Linked DNA regions of Sus scrofa: region 1 is linked to region 2. A link is a contact called in public Hi-C data. All regions are on one chromosome and are shown on one strand. Each heading gives the region's core, a stretch centred on a gene start, on an enhancer-like site or on the middle of the called end of the contact. The rest is flanking DNA. Distances are from core to core; before and after follow the strand shown.

The links. A called contact is a pair of places that touch in the nucleus more often than the background predicts.
Region 1: a Hi-C map of liver shows a contact between it and region 2, with 3 times the contacts expected there. The contact joins the promoter of VEZT here to the promoter of METAP2 in region 2. A contact is called at or near these places in 3 of 47 Hi-C or Micro-C datasets (fibroblasts, heart right ventricle and liver) and 1 of 2 datasets of contacts at active chromatin or transcription factors (alveolar macrophages).

What each region holds. Positions count from the first base shown.
Region 1 is chr5:88,102,432-88,108,304 of Sscrofa11.1, reverse strand. It overlaps VEZT (vezatin), which reads left to right and starts at 3,537. Exons shown (of 13, transcript XM_013998069.2): 1 at 3,537-3,704. The coding sequence starts at 3,669. It overlaps FGD6 (FYVE, RhoGEF and PH domain-containing protein 6), which reads right to left. Exons shown (of 23, transcript XM_013998063.2): 3 at 4,068-4,367. The coding sequence starts at 4,071.
Region 2 is chr5:87,922,135-87,928,117 of Sscrofa11.1, reverse strand. It overlaps METAP2 (methionine aminopeptidase 2), which reads left to right and starts at 1,963. Exons shown (of 11, transcript XM_003126711.6): 1 at 1,963-2,209; 2 at 4,489-4,596. The coding sequence starts at 2,059.

The DNA of each region.
Region 1 (5,873 bases), core at 2,288-4,787, 180 kb before region 2:
GCAGCCACCGGCCTACACCACAGCCACAGCAACGTGGGATCCGAGCCGCATCTGCAACCTACACCACAGCTCACGGCAATGCCGGATCCTTAACCCACTGAGCAAGGGCACGGACTGAACCCGCAACCTCATGGGTCCTAGTCGGATTCGTTAACCACTGCCCCACGATGGGAACTCCAGCCTATATGATTTTGACATAATAACTCCTGAGAGATCTGCTTCAGAGAGCCCTTAGATTCTCTAGCCTCTTTGCCCTGTGTGATTTCTCCCCAGCGGATCTCTCTCTGCCTTCACCACTTGGAAGGCAAGCTCCAGGAGGGCAGGCACGTTGTCTCTCTGCTGTAGCCCCAATGCTGCAAATAGGGCCTGAGAAGGGCAGAGCTACCACATGCACAGACTGTTTAATACATCTCAGTAACTCGCTATCTCTTAAAAAAAAAAAAAAAAATATATATATATATATATATAGCCATTTAAACGTAGCATAATATTTTAAAAAGTTTGCAGGAATCAACTTCAACAGGATTACTAAGTTCTTAATTTATTAGAAGGAACAAGTGTTCAAGTAAGTCACTAGTTCAGCAATATTTGAATTCATTATTATTATTGCCAAAGAAACACAACTCAAAAAATAACAAGCCATTATATTTCGGTCTGCTCCAATGTCAAACTCTTGAAATAAGTGCATGATGTTTGGAAATGAATCTAGCACCTTTGGATCTTAATACTGTATCAACAGTCAGACCCCAAGGTTTTTTGAGCACAGCAGCAAATCTTTTATTTACACAGCTGTTTGGCTCTGGGGGACGGGGGAATAAGGTAAGAAGTAAAGCACTAGTGCCATTTTACTAACAATTGCAAACATACTTGTCATCTGTGACACACATATGGCTACAGTCCACGTGCACACCTTCTTAGCTACTGGACTCGCCAAAAAGCAAAGCACAGGCATTACTGAGACCTGCACACGTCCAAAAAGATACGAAATACCTTGTTCGTATACTGATTAGAATAATTCGAAAATCTCTACCGTGGACCTCCTCTTTCATAGATGCAGAAAAACAAAGCGAGCTCTTCTTTAGGATGCATAGAAACTAAGCCAACCCTTTCACATTCCACAGATTAGATGTGAGGTCAATAAACACCCCCTCCCCCCAATGCAAATATCTTTCCCTAAGTTTGAATGAATTTGAATATTGTTCTAAAGAGCATCATAAATACCTAAAGAATGATGACCACTTAATAAGAGGAGGATGGAATGAAAAGCCCAGTTCCTTTCTACATTCTCCATTTAGGCATGAGACAAAATTATAATAAATCTTAACAGATGAGGGAACAAAAAGTCCTTAATGCTTCTCAGCAAGCCATGCTAAAAAGCAACTAACTCAGCTCCACACCGGAAGTATCCCTCTTTTAAAACACCACAAAAATGTTTGCGGAGTTCTTTAATTGTAAAGATGATACAATATAAAAATTGCCTGCATTATTCTGGGGCAATTCCAAAGACAGAACGATAAAATTCCAGATTGAAACTTAGATCAGGTTTACATACTTATATGTTAAATTAAATGCTTCTGTTCATTATAAACGGTTAGGACTGGAATTGAAAATTGGCAGATAGAAGGTGTTTTAAATGTATTTGATACTACAGAGTTAAAATTGGCTGCAAGGATTTTAAAATTCCAACCACTTTAAAGTTAGACATTCATTAATAAAACTTAAAAGTGAGGCACAGAAATTGAGGATGAAAATAATTCACCTCAAGTGAGTAGAAAGCCTCCCTTTGGTAAGGAAGAGATTTTATAAAGAACAATTTGCAGCATATGACATACCTCCTACACATACATACAGCATCATAAAAGATCCACAGCGTGTTTCTCAGGACCACTTCACTGCTTGCTTTCTAATTCTTATTGACTATGCTTGCCTCCTTAGCTGTAATCTGACTACACCTAGCAGTACAACACTCCAACATATCTAGGCTTTAGAAATAATACAAATCAGAACATTTAGAGTGCTATTTGACAGTTTCAAGTTGCAGGAATTTAAAACAAATGCCAAGAAAAGCTAAGACAATTTAATCTGAGACCTAAGTGCTGATCTAGAATCAACTCTGCCAGGGAGCTTTACACTATTTTACTATAAAATGTCTAATGAAAGTTTATTTCTTACAACGTGGGCAAAAACGTTATAAAAAACCTTAGTGCCAAATACACTAAGTTCTGGTTTAAAAATTAATCTATGCTCTTCTAAAGTTAATTTCACACCACTTTAGTAATTGTTTTGGAAAATAAGAACTGTTCCTTAAGAATGTTCAAAAATACAATGTCCCAAATTCTCCAGTCCACACAAAGGTACAAGCTTTACCATTTGGGTGAAGGGAAAGAACTACGGCAGACAGAAAACAAGGCTTTGTTTACACTAACCAGGTATAAATAGGAAAAAAAATCCACTAAAAATTGGGTGAAGTTGAACAAAATCCTTGGGATCGCCAATGCTACCCCTCTGCTTCTCAGGTAATTGGCGGAAAACCAGCAGGACAGGAGTAACAGTATCTAAACCTCTTTACTGAATAAGGGTTAGGGTTTCCAGTCGATACTAGGGTTAAAGCGACTTAGCCCAGTCGCCGAGTTCAACACTCCGGGAACACTGCCCTTTCCTAGAATAACTGATTTCTTAACATGGGAATCTAAACTATTTTCACACGCAACGGCAAAGTCGCTCAAATTTTAGGAGGGAAAAGTCAACATCCTCTTTGAATGTCACACTTACGTTTCACCTGGCGCTAAGAGCACCCGACATGGATCTTCCTTTAAAAGGAGGTCCCAAAAGAAACGATTTCCAGAGCCCCTCTTGGCAGGAAGGGACGAAAAAAACCCCGCAGCAAACACTTCTGCTCCGCACTTGCCACAGTCCTCGGGAAAGGTAGAGGGCACACCGCCACCCACCCCAGAGGAGAAAGGTGCTCCAAGCCCAAGACCTGCAGCGCTCGTACTAACTTTCCAGCCGTAGCGCGAGCGCCGTCACTTACCCGCGGCAGAAGTCATGATTCCCCGGTGCAGCTCGCTTCCCCGCTCGCCCCCTTCAATCCCCGCTCCCCTTACAGTCCATTGTTTCGAGAGTTTGGGCAGAAGAGAAAAGCCGCCGTAGAGCCCACATGCCGTCCCGCGGCCCCGCGGCGCAACTTGAGCGCCGCACAAAGGATGCGGCCGCCTCCGGGGACCCGGCAGCGCTCCCGGACGCGAGCCGCAGGCTACGGGCGGGCGGGCACCAGCGCCGCCCAGCCGAGCTCCGGGAAGACGGCCAGGCGCGGGCACGAGCGGCGCTCAGCGAGGTTTGGCGGGCGCGCGCCCTTCTAAACTCCAAGGGAAAAAAAAAAAATCAGAGCTCCAAGCGCCCCCTGTTAGTCGTGGCCGTAAAAGGCGGACAAAAGTCTCAGCCTCGTCCAATGAGAGAGCCCCGAGCTTCATCCCGCTCCCGCCCCTCCCGCCCACACGCTGAAGCTCTGCTCCAATGAGCCGGCCAGAAAAGGGGGCGTGAGCTGCGAAACCTGCTGGGAGTTGTAGTTTACTGGACACCGGCGACAGGGCGCAGCAGACGCCTGGGTGCAGCCTGTTCTCCCGCCTTCATTTCCCATCGTGCTGAGGCTGGTGGCATGGCGGAGAAGGATGACACCGGATTTTGACGAAGAGGTGGTTTTTGAGGTAAGGAGAAAATGGCGGTGGGTGTGAACTGCCTTTGTTTGGGAAGGACGAGGGAGAAGGCAAGAAGGCCAGGCGAGGGACGATCCTGAGGCGAGGGATTGGGTGACACTCCAGCCGGCCTCTGTCCCCGAATCCCGGCAATTTCCGGGCCTAGCGTTGGCCGCTGCCTGACAGGTGTAGCCGGAGGCACTCTCGCCGCGTCCTGCCTCTGCCTCAGGCCCTCCCAGAATTCCCAGCCCGACCGAGGGGCTAGAGCCCCGCCGGTACCTTCCCCGGGAATTGGATGCGCTGCACCGGGCGCGCGCGGGGCGGGGGTCCGCGCCTGGTTGGGGCGGAGCCCAGTCGTGCGTTTTGGATACTCACCCATACAATTTATCCTCCCCGTTTCTCGTCCTCAGTTTTTTTGGGGGTCAGTATCCAGAAGTGCCGCAGATCACCATTCACGGTCGAGGCGTGGCCCTGGAATGAAGGCTGCAGGTGCTAGTTTTCTAAAGTAGTTGGAAATCTGTGTGTGGGACCTCCTGTGGATGATTAGAGCCGGGGCTTCTCAGCATCTAATTCTTTTGTCCTATTGCTATTACGCTAGGTGTAGCCAGTTCTTCTGATTCGAGGCTCCAGTGTGAGTGCTTTTGTGTGGGATTATTTTAAGACGTCCTCTGCCATCTTGAATGAAAAGGAAAGGAAAAAAAAAAAAAAAACAGGCTAATGTTTTTGATGCCATTTCTATATCAGACACAGGTGAAAACTCGCACCCCTGTAATAAAGCATATATGTATGCTTTATAAAGTCCATTCATCCAACTGGATTTTAAGAAATTTAAGAAAAGAGACATCTCGTTCCGTACAGTTAGAGAGCTAGGCAATAAACATTATGGAATGGGAAATGTTGAAATATATCCAAACTGTCGTTGGAGGATTGATTTGGAACCCCGCCCCGGTCTGTTCTTGTGGCCTTGGAGAAGCTACACCCAGTAAATGGATATCGGAGGTGAATCTTGGACTATGAATCTGTTTAGAAAGATGGAAGGGAGAAAATGCATTATAGGGAAAGAACGGTATGCCAAGATTGGGAGGTGTGGAAATATCTGGTGTAAAGGGACGTGAGTGGTAAGTGTCGCGCTGTAAAGTGGTTCCACTACTTCTCCATGTGGCTAGAATGGAGAAGTAGTGAAAGATATGGCCCTTTTACCAAAAGGAAGAGTCTGGATTTGAGGAGGTCAGTAGGGAAGACAAACACCTGAATTTTGGAAATTCAAGAAGAAAAAATAGAATAATGGCTTGGACAGATTGTTCTATGGTAAAATCTAGGAAACAGAAGATTCAATGTGGGAGATGAAGGAGAGACAGAAATCTGTGTTGCTTAGAGAAAGGGGACTGACTGGGTGGATTTTTTTTTTTTTAACCTGCTTATTTCCTTAGATATCTGAATGTAACAGTAATATATGCTCAGAGAACATTTCAGTAGAAAACAAGCCACAAAATTAAAATCACTCAATATTCTACCATCCAAAGATGGCCACTATTAACCTTATAGTATGTGTTCTTACAGACTTTTTTTCTACTCAAATGTGTCTTTTTTTTTTTAAATTTGGCCCCACCCAGAGCATGTGGAAGTTGCCAGGCCAGGGATCAAACCTTTGCCACCTCAGTGACCTGATCCACAGCAGTGACAACACTGGATTCTTAACTACTAGGCCACCTGGGAACTCCAACTCAAATATATCTTTAATTGTACATTTGATATTTTTTAACACAAAAAATATACCACATAGAATTTTGTATGTACTTTTCACTTAACCTGATCATCAGTCTATTCCTATTCATTACCCTTTGAAAACATTAATAACATAATGTCCAGTCATGTATTTGTATTATAATGTAACCATTTTCTCCTTCTTATTCTTTCAAAATACCATTGTAGTCAACACTGACATAAGTCCATCTTTAACTGCATCTCTGATTTTTCCTTAGAATAATTTCTGGAAGGGAAACCAGTTTTTCAAGGGTATGAACATTTTTTAAGACCAAAACCAAAGGATCATCTCAATTCAGGTTTTCATTGGGAAAAAGAGTATTATTTTCAACAGATCTTCTCCAAAAACCTTATTAGTTTCCTTTAATCGTTGCTAATTTGATAGGAAAATTAGCATTCTGCTGTTCTAATTTACAT
Region 2 (5,983 bases), core at 714-3,213:
GTAAAGAACAATCCCTTTGCAGGGAAGAAACAGTATTTTGTTTCACCATTGCATTTTAACATCTTATTTTTTTCATTAAACAATGTCTTATTTTGACATTGGGAATTCTGCAGATCAACATACCTCAAGCACCCTTTATTAAAATTTATCTACTGACCCTCTGTCTCCTGGACTGGGTCTGAGGTAGTAGCCATGGCCCAAGTGTTCCCAGAACTTATAAATAGAACTAGGAAGATTCACAGCAAAGCTTGAAGGCGTTTTTGATATAGCAGATCTTAACTTATAAGTATGTTAAAAAACTTCAGGAACTTTGCACCTAAACAAGGGTGAACTCTGATTTCTCCTGAGGTTGACAGTCACATTCTTGCCCGCACTCTGAAGCTCTATTAGACATTTTCCATTACATCTTCACCTTTGTGATAGACCAAGTTGGAACAGAAAAGATTTAATACACGATGGAAGGAAAGTATTAGCATCTTATTTTATACTTATTTATATGTGTCTTATTGCCTGCTAAAATTTCTTGAGGGAACTTTTTTTTTTCACTTTTGTACCTCCCCCCAGAAAATTACTTCTAGTCTATAATCAATACATATTTCAATTGGAAAGGCCGAATACAGAATTATTAAATTTCTGGTGTTTGATGATTTGGGTTTGGATTCTAACTCTATTTACTCCCTGTATAACCCAAGTTACCAAAATTCTCTAGCTCTAATTTCCTCAACTAAAAAGTGGATCGAGGAGTTCCCAATGTGGCTCAGTGGTTAACAAATCCGACTAGGAACCATGAGGTTGCATGTTCCATCCCTGGCCTTGCTCAGTGGGTTAAGGATCCGGTGTTGGCGTGAGCTGTGGTGTAGGTTGAAGATGCAGCTCGGATCCCACGTTGCTGTGGCTCTGGCATAGGCTGGTGGCTACAGCTCTGATTAGACCCCTAGCCTGGGAACCTCCATATGCTGTGGGAGTGGCCCTAGAAAAGGCAAAAAAGACAAAAAAAAAAAAAAAAAAGTGGATTGAATGAGAGAGATAATGAATGTAGAAACCTTGGCACTTAAGTGCTATTCATACAATAAGTATTTACTGGGCTCTGCTTTAGGTTTGAGGTAGGCTGGTAATAACAGTATAAAACTTGCAAGGTTCCTGTCTTCATGGAGTTCAAGGTAGTTGGACAGCCACACATCAAACAAATAGTCACATAAATAAATGAATTCCAATTGCCATGAAAAAAGGTTAAGAATTCAATGAGAGGTTGTATGAGCAGGGCCTCAGTTAAACTGTTGAGAGAGAATTCTCTGAGGGAATAGTACCTAAGGTCAAACTTGAAGGATGAAGAGTTTCTCAGCTCTGTTTAGTCTGGCTTCAATCTCTCTACCTAAATAGCTCGTACCAAGGTCACCAGTGGCTTCCATGTTACTATATACACATGACATTTTTCAGTCGTCTTACTTGACCTCTTAGCAGCACTCAGCGCAGGTGATCACCCCTTTCTTTTGGAGACGAAAGAACGCCCCTCATCTCTTTTCCTCTGACTGCCTCTTCGGGCCCCGTTGAGGTACATACAGCTCTTTAGTGCTGGGACGGCTTCGTCGTGAGCTGTAATTGTGACTAAAAACGCAGTCCTTTTGAGTCATAAAAAAGAAGTGTGTACAGTGAAGGCATTTTTTCGCCCCTCTCCGCGCTTCTGGGGCGCTGTGCATAAAACAACAAATATAAAACTTCGGTTCCAGCAGAGACGTCTCTCTGACTCTGTCTGGAGGCAGCGCTTATGCACAGGGCAAGCACAGGCTTTCCAAGAGACATTCTAGCAGGCTCATTTGCCTGAGGACTAGGCAAGGGCCCGGCCTGGCTGGGTTTTCCGCACCACAGCGGAAGCGCGGGCCCTGAGGCGAGCCCAGCCCCGCTCTGCGCACGCGCGGCCCCACAGGCGAGTCCGCCGCCGCCCCAGCATTCCCAGCGCCCCACCACCGAGAGCAACTTCCGGCGTCGCTGGTGTAGGTGGGTGAAGAAGGAGCGGGCCCTCGCCACTCTGTCTCAATCCCTCGCGCTCTCTCGGGCAACATGGCGGGCGTGGAGGAGGCGGCGTCCTCCGGGAGCCACCTGAATGGCGACCTGGATCCAGACGACAGGGAGGAGGGAGCTGCTTCTACGGCTGAGGAGGCAGCTAAGAAAAAAAGACGGAAGAAGAAGAAGACTAAAGGGGCTGCCACAGGTAAATGGGATTTTATGTTTTCCCAGTCCTTGCCAGGATGTTCGAACGGCTCGACTCAGGCCCGGCGGGGGTGACAGGGACTGGGGAGTCAACTCTGGGCTGATGCCCAGGACGGAACGTATGTCCAGGTCGGCCTGCAGATTCCCAGTCCCGGGGAGAGGCAGCTTCTCCCGTGAGACTAGGTAGGTGGTGGAGTTGGGGTGGAGGAGAAGAGGGTGCCTCAGCTTATCTGGGGTCGCTGGGCCGGAACCCCTATATTGTCGGAGCTCAGCTCCCACGCAGACGGTGCAACGGACCTGAAGCCGGGCACAGGGCCCAGCCCGCCCACCTTCCTTGAGGATTGGTCTCAAACTGGTTCTGACCCATACTGCCGCCTCTTTGCTGGAGCAGCGTGGGGACGCCTTTTCGTCGAGGATGGGGGTGAAGTGGACAAGTCTTAATACCTCGACGCACCTCCCCCCACCATCCCAGTTTACTGAGGGAATTTTGTGGCGGGCTGCACTTTCAGGACCTGTATGTGTGTGAATGCCCACGCGCCCTTGTCACTGAGTAGTAATAGCAAGATGTGCGGTGGTGGTGCGAATCTTCACCTGCCTAATCTCGTTTAGGATCCTGAAGCTTTTGGGCTTCTAGGCCTGAATTATTATGCCACTTGTAGGCGGTCTAGGTAGGATAATCTGTGGGTCCTAATGGAACTCCTCTAAATCCACTGGTAAAGTAAGGAAAACAGCTGGGGGATTACACTTGGACTGTATTATGAGTTAGAAACTTTTTTGAGAAGTCACTGTTTTTGTTGCATCAAGGCATTTTAGGAAAAATTATTTGTTCTGTTTCTCACTAAAATCAGCTACAGAAAGCATGAGAGAAAAATGGAAGGATAAAAATGATGAACGTGGAATTGAGAGCGGTTACAGAGGGTTAATCTATATCTTTCTGAAATTTTAAATAAATGGGAGTTGAGGAGGCATAGTTGCAGGGGCTGGGACACTTCCATAGCAAAATGGAATCCCAGGACGTAGTCTTGTGGTTGTTCCTCTTTTTTAGATTAAATCCAGACTTTTCCATTGTACTTTAAGGTGTTCAGCAGTCTGACCCTAATATTTTTAACAGTTGTATCTCTCAGTAGGAAATCTTTTTTTTTTTTTCTTTTTTTTCTTTTTTGCTTTTTAGGGCTGCCCTCTCGGCAAATATAAGTTCCCCAGCTAGGGGTCAAATTGGAACCTCAGCCACAGCAACGCAAGATCCGAGTTGCATTTGCGACCTACACCACAGCTCACGGCAATGCCGGATCCTTAACCCGCTGAGGGAGGCCAGGGATCGAACCTGCAACCACGTGGTTCCTAGTCAGATTTGTTTCCGCTGTGCCAGGACAGGGAACTCCTTAGTATGAATTCTTTACTGGCCAGAATGTCATTTCATTATGTGCTACCTGGTGAAACTACCTCTTTGCGCACACACATACTCCTCCTATAGCTAGGTTGTAATTATTTCCGGCATAGGGCCTGGTCTTGTGCTTAGCTGTTTGAGAGTTTTGTTTATTAGCAATGGAATATCTTTCCTTGTTTATTTTGATTTTACCCAGTGCACCTTGACACAACTTCTTTCTTCATGAACTTCCAAAGTCCCCAGGGTCCTACAGAAATCTTCTTACTAAGGACTTAAGCATTTATTGCCCATCTTAAGTTCCCATTTGGTTAATAAAGTATTTGTTGTAGTCTAATTGTTAAATGTGTTAAACAGTTAAACTACCTAAAGTTAGAGACCAACTTGCAGTTTAGCTCTTAGTACAGAAAACATGTCATGAATATTTTGTTGAATGGGCAGTACTACTAAGATATGGAAGATTTTTCTCATTAAATAAATTCTGCTTTGATTACAATAATGTTTCTGTTTTTGATTCTTGAACACTTATGAGAAAAGAAGTTGTGTGTTTTTAAGAATCCTTAGAACATATTCTAGAAGTTCCTGTCGTGGTTCAGTGGTTAATGAATCCGACTAGGAAACAGGAGGTTGCAGGTTCGATCCCTGGCCTCCCTCAGTGGGTTAAGGATCCGGCATTGCCGTGAGCTGTGGTGTAGGTCGCAGACGCGGCTCGAATCCCATGTTGCTGTGGCTGTGTCGTAGGCCGGTGGCTACAGCTCCATTTCGACCCCTAGCCTGGGAACCTCCATATGCTGCAGGTGCGGCCCTAGAAAAGACCAAAAAAAAAAGAAGAAGAATATATTCGAATGGGAAGATGTCTTTATTAGGTCTGGTTTTATTTATTATCATTTGACCAGCAGGGCAACAGGAACCTGAAAAGGAATCAGGAGGCTCGATTGATGAGGTAACAAGACAGTTGGAAACACAAGCATTGGACGAGAAAGAAAGAGATGATGACGATGAAGGTAAAACGATTAGTTTGATTTTTGTGTTTAGGAAAGCAAGAAAATATGACATTCTTTAAACAAAATCTACTTATTTGTCCATATTGTCCAATATTCTCTGATGTTTGATTTAATTAATGTTAAGCCTCAATGTTGCAGATAAAAAGGAAAAGATATTTTTTAGCAACTCTTTTGAAATGTCGGATATATTGAGTGCTCAAATAATACAGATCTCATGTTTTTAAAATGTACTTGTAAAAGGCTAAGTAGTTGGGTAAGTGTTAACAAGATAGACTTGGAGTTTCTGCTGTGGTGCCATGGGCTGAGAATCTGACTGCAATGGCTTGGGTCACTGTGGAAGCCTGGGTTTGATCCCTGGCGCAGTAGTAAAAAGGATTTTGTGTTGCTGCAGCTGTCATGTAGGTTAGGTTGCAGCTGCAGATTGGATTCATCCCCTGGCCAAGGCACTGCACAGGCTATGAGTGCAGCCATTTAAAAACTAATAATAAACTTGAATGACTATTTAATTAATGCTTATTAAACAGCTCATGTGTCCTAGGCACTGTCTTAGATACTTTCATGTATTCTCATTTTACCCTCACAAAACCAAGCAAGCAGGAAATAATAGTTATGTTATTAGCCCCATGTGACACAACTAGTATTTGTAGAGTAAAGCCAGAATTTCAAACTTAGCACCTGATTCCAAGTCTTTGCTCTTTACCCTCTGTACCAAAGATACTTTATTTTCTCTTTACTTTCAAAGGAGCGCATTGGAGTTGTGAAGTGGGTTAAGGATCTGGTGTTGCCACAGCTATGGCACAAGCTACAATTGCAGGCAGGTTTGATCCCTGGCCTGGGAACTTCCACATGCTGTGGATCTGGCAAAAAAAAAAATTGCCGTTTGTTAAAGGAGCACATTTGGAGTACTTCTAAAACATAATATGGGGAGTTCCTGCTGTGGTGCAGTAGGTTAATGATCTGACTTGTCTCTGTGGAAGCCCCAGTTTAATCCCTAGCGGGGTACAGTGGGTTAAGGGGTTCACCGTTGTTGCAGTTGTGGTGTAGGTTGAAGCTGCTCTTTATTTCGATCTCTGGCCTGGGAACTTCTATAGGCTGAAAGTGTGGCTGAAAAAAATTTTTTAAATTCTGTCATGAATTCCCTGACCCTAGATCATTGTGGTATTTTGGAGCTTGCTTCAAAGATTTCTTTAAAGACAACTCATGAATTGTGGGTGTTCCTGGCTATCAGTAAGATGGTAGAGGGAGTGATCAGTTAGGAGAACTATTATTCTACAGCCTCTTTTGGCTGTGACCTACTGTTCTGCCTCATGCACTACCAGCTTGGGCTTGTATCTTCCAGTGCTTAGCAACAGATATCTGCTGTACTTTAATTATATGTTAGGATAAT